Linked DNA regions of Mus musculus: region 2 is linked to region 1. The links are chromatin contacts, called in public Hi-C maps. All regions are on one chromosome and are shown on one strand. The core of a region is the stretch at or near the end of the contact, and the rest is flanking DNA. Distances in the headings are between cores, read along the strand shown. Region 1 has its middle 40 kb from the start of Gm34507. Region 2 has its middle 7.2 kb from the start of Gm41517.

Region 1 (3,136 bases), core at 212-2,711:
TCCCAGAAGATAGTATCTTAAACCTACTCCAGGCACAGCTGTTGTCCAAGTCTCTGTCTACCTCTCCACCTGCAGGTAATCTCCAAGTCTTGGCACATGCCCGCACCATGCTGGGCTTTGTGGGTTATTCCGCTCACTTCTCATGGCACCTCCTTTGGCATCTGTACCATTACTACACCACTGCTGCAGACCAGGGAAAGAGCTTGCCCAACTTAGCCCAGCCAACACAGATCAGAGCTTTAGTGGGCAGCCATGTGATCCAACTCAGGCCTATTCACCTTAGACCGTGAGGCTCCTACCGGGTTTTAAGGAGCAACCAGGAAAACTGAATACATTTCTACCCTCAAATATGAAAGCCAACTAGTTTAAACTCTTATCAACCCTGTAGAGTGAAGGTATACCCAATTGTCTAGTCAGCCTTATTTAGCAGATGTCAAAGCAAAAGGAATACAGAAATAAGGTTCATAAGTGAGCAAAATCCCTATTAGAAAATTAAACTTATGAGGTAAGGCTATGAACTCAATGTCTTTTAATTGCACTAAGATTGAACATCTAGGATGAGCCAATTCAGCCAATGACAAGGGAGGAGAGCTCACAGGGGTAGAGCCTCCTGCTCACAGGAGGGTATTCTCAAGTTTCTCTGTGAAGCTTGTCGGTTCTCTCCTTGTGGACGCCAACTTATCCCTCTGGTCTGAATCCAGATTCCCCACCCTGCCTTGGACTCGTTTCCTTTCTGTTTAGCAGAGATAGACGTGGTTTGTGAGGGTTTTTTTTTTCTTTCCTGCTTCTTTCCTGTTCACATTCACCCCACTTCTTTCCTCTCCCCTCTTCCCCTCATGTATGATAAAGAGCTGTCGCTCTACTTTTTCTAAAACCAGCCCCTTCTATCCAGCTTCTCTGCAGGCTGGCCTCTGCTTGGAAACCTGCACTACCCTCTCCTCTTAATGAACACAATAAATAAATAAATCTAAAACTGTGGCAGGAGAGTAAAGTGGAGAGAGAAGAATTAATATTGGCATAGGAAACAAGCCAGTTGGCAGAAACACTGGAAACCGCAGCCGCCAAGGCCAACCTGGAACAGAGCATGCGCCAAGGCCAACCTATAACAGAGCATGCGCCAAGGCCAACCTGGAACAGAGTATGCACAGGAATGCACACACTTGGAAATGACCCAAAAACCTGTGGTACTGCAATAGAAAAACCCCAATCATTTATATAGTCTTTGCTATTGAAAGTCTAACCTTTCCTGACTGGGTAGCCCTTCTCCTTGCCTCCAAAGGCTTTATTAACTAATTCTCTCTGTGTCTACCACTATCCACATGCGGCAGCTCCGAGTCCTTATTGAAGGGCATAGAACCTGGAAGTGCCAACAAGAGCCTTCCAGTTCCCGATATCTTCCTAGCATACAGCCTTCCTTCTGCCCATGCCACTCCCTGTTGCAAAGTTTACAAAACTCCCTGACTCACAGGAGTTGCCCCGGGTGTCACTCGCCTAGATTCCCCGGCGCTTTCCCCTGGATGTTAACTGCGGGTGTATAAGGTACTGAAATTGTTCCCACCCAGTTTGTTTGAAGGATACCACCCTAGTACCTCCTAATCTGTACCCTGACGACCCAAGCCGTCAGCTACCAGCTCAGCCTGTGCCCACCACCCACACTTTTGAACATTGTACGCATCTGCCCCAGAAACTTCTTTCTGGCAGGGATCCTGGATAACACCAGAGCTAAGGCAAACTTAATGTCTGAAGATTTCTTAACCTAACTGGTTCTGGCTTTAGGGCTGGCCATGAAAAATCTGGCAGGCCACTTCTAAGGCAGGAATGAAGACTCGGGATAACCCGCTAAGGGACAGTCCCAGCTCGTACTTTCTGTTGCTGACCTGACTCATACACCTGCCAACTTCCTGCTGCTCTGGTCCCTGTGCCCAGTATGTGAAGCGTTACTGCAAAGGCCACCAGCCACTTCTGCGGTTGTTCATGTCACCAAGGCTAAAGTCAATGAGAGACAAGATTGATGGCTTGTCCTTGAAAGTGTAACTCATCACCACAGTTTCTGGTGTGCCCCAAATTTTCTGTGTCTAGCTTTCTCCCCAACTCCTAGCGCTTCTAACTTAAAACCAGTACAAAGGAACTAGACTTCCACAGACTTTATGCCAGCTTTCACACTACCCTCTGGTCTAGTTGCTGCCTGAAATCCTATTTGCATGCCCCAGCCAGTGGCCTGGCTTCTCTGATCCAACCTGCCTGGATCCATACTGGTAAGGGCAGGAGACTCTAGGGGACATTAAAACTGGCACTAGCTTATGTAGAATTAGATATGGTTAGGTTTCCAGGCATCAATGTCCTGTCACTGACAGTAAAGAGAGGCCATTAGTAACCTGTGGTACACAATAGCAAACATATTCACTAAACTATCACTTACAAGACAAGGCTTTGGGTGTCCACATGGTGGTTGCTACAATACATGCGGTCAAAATAAGAAGTGTGTGATGCAGTTGCTTGCCTTAAAGAATTTAGCAAAAGAAAAAGATTCATTGAGGGCTTTTAGTTCACAGCTTTACTAGCTAAGAGACCAGAAAGCTCCTCAGACCATCCCAGAGGAAGACTTATCTCCTAGAATCAAAGCTTCTAAGATCCAACCCTAAGTCCAACCCAAAAATGCAATGCATGCAAGAGCCCTGAGTAGCACCCAGGTCAGAGCTTCCGGCCCATGGATGTAGCCCTTTCTTCCTGTCTGTTTCTCTCTGAGCTCTTCCCACAGAAAAGCCACCTGAAGGGTCACTGCTAGAGAGTCGCCTTGTGGAGACTGCCGTTTCTCCCCCAACCCCATTCACCAGTCACCATCGTCCAGTCACTGGCAAGTGTCAGGCGCTACAGTGTAGAGGACGGCCTTGAGGGCATTACATGCATACCAAAGAACCCAGAAGATGCTGTGAATGTCTGTCAAAAGTTTCCTAGGAAAGATGAATGGGAATTGGATCAGGTTAGAGAGTCGGGCTCATCTGTTAGTGTGGGTGCACAGTAAATTATGTATAGGTATGATGAGCAGACCCTAGATGCCATGTTAACCTGAATGGTTGGAGGGTCTCTTGAAGTTTATACAGTTGAGTTTCGACATTACTTTACTCATTGCTACACC
Region 2 (3,136 bases), core at 301-2,800, 110 kb after region 1:
TTACCCACTGAGCCATTTCTCTAGCCCTCCTGTCACCGTGAAGTGCCAATGTTAGTTTCCAAAATGATAGTCTTTCTAAAATATCTTTTTAGTATTTGAATTTCTGGCCACACTGCATTATGATATAAAATAGGCCGTGGGTGATGTGTAAAATGCCCAGCACTTCGGGGACTGGATGATTTATTTGAGTCTACCTGCCTCTGTTATTTTTGAGACAATGTTGGGTACATGCAAATTCAGGATTGTTATAATTTCTTAGCGGTTGTTATAATAATTATTATTAACATTACCATTAGTGTGTGTGTGCATATGTGTGCATGTGTGTGTGCATGTGCGTGTGCGCGTGTGTGTGTGTGTATGTGTATGTGTAGGGATGTCCGTGCAATAACGCTGCACAGAGGGCAGAGGACGGCTTATGGGAACTGGCTCTTTCCTTCTATTCATGGCTCTCAGAGACTGATTTCAGGTGCTCAAGATTATGCAGCCACTCTTTTTTCTTTCTTTCTTTCTTTCTTTTTAATTTAATGATGACCCTCTTAGGCTGAATGTTGGTGCCTAAAGTATATTAAACATAATTGATATGCCACCACCTTTACCAGCTTAGTATTTATCTGGCTTTTATTTCCCATAGTTCTTTCTCCTGCAGATGTGAAGGTTCATGAAATGGCTCTATCGCAGTTCAGGTGATCTCTATTTTGAAGCAGATGGGCTCGTTTGCATTTGTTACAACTGCTAATTTTGTATTTATTTCCAGCATCTTAGTTTATGTTTTCTATTTGCCTTTTTTTAATCTTTAAATTACACTCACTTTTGTATGTGTGCAGGTGCGTGTGCACATGTGTGTGGGGAGCCATAAGCATGGCTGGAACACAAGGAAGTCGCTCCGTTCCTTCCTCACCAGTGGGATGCAGCCGGACCCACTAATGATTATTTTCACGATCTTGTTTATCCTCTTTTGATCTCAGAGCTATCATTTGGAATCGGATCTTCCAACTCGCGTGGATCAGCCCAGGCTCCGGAGGAAGCAACAGCTTCAGAGGGGCTTTAGGTACTGGGTCCCAGTGTCCCAGCGACACTCTGCTTTCTGCGGACTCTGTGGAACATGAATGTTATCCCCAGGAGGAGAGTCCAGCCAATTTGTGGCTCCACTCCCAGCTCAAGAGCCATGTGACTTGGCTACATAGCTCCCTTGGCACACCCCGCTGCCAAGAACAGCCCTGGCAAGGTAGGTCTGAGTGAAACACGGGGTGTGGTTTAAAAAAAAAAAAAATGCAGTTGGCCTGACTGGCTTGCTGTGACGGTGACTTCAAAAGACTGGAGCGATCTGTGGACTCAGCGCCATCAGCAGTAATGAGTTGAGAAGCTAAAATAAACTTTTCTCAAACATAGCTGATACAACAACAACAACAACAACAACAACAATCTCCCCCCACCACCACCACCACCAAAAAAATAAAACAGTTTAACCATATTAGAAAAAAACTGTTTATTTAAAAGGCTGACCTGTCTTTCTAGCTTAGTTCTTCTATTTTAAAGCCGTGGTCATAGTAAGGGTGGTGGTTTCAAAGAGCATGTGCCTAAAAAGTGTAAGGAGTACCATGAACTACAGGGAGGCTTGTTAACTCTAATTAAAATAAAAAATAAAAATTAGGCCAGGCACAGTGGTACATGTCTTTAATCCTGGCACTGAAGAGGCAGAGGCAGGTGGATCTCTGTGTGTTCGAGACCAGTTTGGTCTTTTGTTTGTTTGTTTGTTTTTTCGAGACAGGGTTTCTCTGTGTAGTCCTGGCTGTCCTGGAACTCACTCTGTAGACCAGGCTGGCCTCGAACTTAGAAATCCGCCTGCCTCTGCCTCCCACCGTTTGGCACTTATAATGAGTTCTAGGAAAGTGAGGAGTACAGAGCGAGACCCTGACTCTTACTCTTAATTAATTAATTAATTAAAAATAAAGTTACATTATTGAGTTTTGTGAGATTTTATAACATTTAACTGTAATTGAAGTTAGTGTTTGTTATAGTGCCTATTTGTATGCTAAATGAGCCTAGCCTTTGTGCCTGACTTCTATTGGAGTGTGCCTGGATTATTACTTTAGGAAGCTACTGCTACTTTAGACTACACAACAGTTGTAGCCCTCTTTTTGTTCTGTTTCTTTTTGCTTGCTTGTCTGACAAACTTCTGTTACTTCTGTTTGCTTGTTTTGTCTCGACAGCCACCCCACCCCACCCCCGCCCGCTTGGCCGCCCAGCCCTAGATTCCAGGCCTTGGGTACCTGGGCTTTTCCTACAGTGGTGGGCTTCATGCAGGTCTTCACACTTCCAGAAGAAGCATTTAACTGACCGAGCCATCCCAGATCTTTGTGATTCTTCCCTTTTCTGTGTTCAGTTTTGGTTTTGAGGCAAAGTATCTCACTGTCCTGGAACTCTCTGTGTGAGCTAGGCTGGCCGGCCTGTGAGCTGAGGGGTCTGCCTGCCTCCTGCCTCCCTCTCTCCAGGGCTGATATTAAAACCCAGGATGCCACACCAAGCCTTTGCACGTGGGTCCTGAGGATACACAACTTGAATCCTTAGGTTTTCCAGGCATGGCTTTACTAACTGAGCCATCTCCCTGGCCTCAGAAAATAATATCTTTTTTAAATTATCAAAGTTATAAAGAATAATAAAGATCCAGACATGGCAAGGCACACCTGTAATCAGGGAGGTGCAGGCAAAAGTTCAGGGCCAAGGAAGAGAGAGGGAGGAGATCTCCATGAATCTGAGGCTATCGTGGTCCACAGAGTGAATTTCAGTCAGCCAGAGGTATAAGTAAAATCGAGTTTTTCTTCCCAACCGCTTAACTCCCAGAAATAAAGACTCGATAATTGTTTACTGATAAATGTGTATGCCATAAGCTTTGGCTTACTCTCCAACTAACTCTCAACTTATTATCCTCTAATTCTAAGCTAGATTCAGCTACATGGCTGGTTCCCTCTCCTTATCTTCTTACATCCATCTCCTTGGCAACCCCAAAAACCTCCCATGTTCGTCTATCCCAGAATTCTCTGTATCCCTGCTGGATGTTCCACCTCCTATTTCCTGCCTCAGCTCATTGGCTGTAAGCTTTATTTATTGGCAGGTGATGCTTGTAAGAGAGCCTCTC

The links. A called contact is a pair of places that touch in the nucleus more often than the background predicts.
Region 2: a Hi-C map of liver shows a contact between it and region 1, with 2.4 times the contacts expected there. The contact joins two enhancer-like sites. A contact is called at or near these places in 2 of 39 promoter capture datasets (both in liver), 4 of 484 Hi-C or Micro-C datasets (liver, nephron progenitors and uterus) and 2 of 115 datasets of contacts at active chromatin or transcription factors (liver and pancreatic cancer cells).

The regions. Positions count from the first base shown.
Region 1 is chr17:4,867,165-4,870,300 of GRCm38.p6, forward strand. No RefSeq gene overlaps it. Among named protein-coding and RNA genes, the nearest start is that of Gm34507, 40 kb to the right of the region's middle. Within about 2 kb of position 1,462, at least 53 of the 459 cell types and tissues checked have an H3K27ac peak or open chromatin away from gene starts, as enhancers often do. A contact at or near this core is called in liver, where this site is marked.
Region 2 is chr17:4,973,766-4,976,901 of GRCm38.p6, forward strand. No RefSeq gene overlaps it. Among named protein-coding and RNA genes, the nearest start is that of Gm41517, 7.2 kb to the left of the region's middle. Within about 2 kb of position 1,551, at least 56 of the 459 cell types and tissues checked have an H3K27ac peak or open chromatin away from gene starts, as enhancers often do. A contact at or near this core is called in liver, where this site is marked.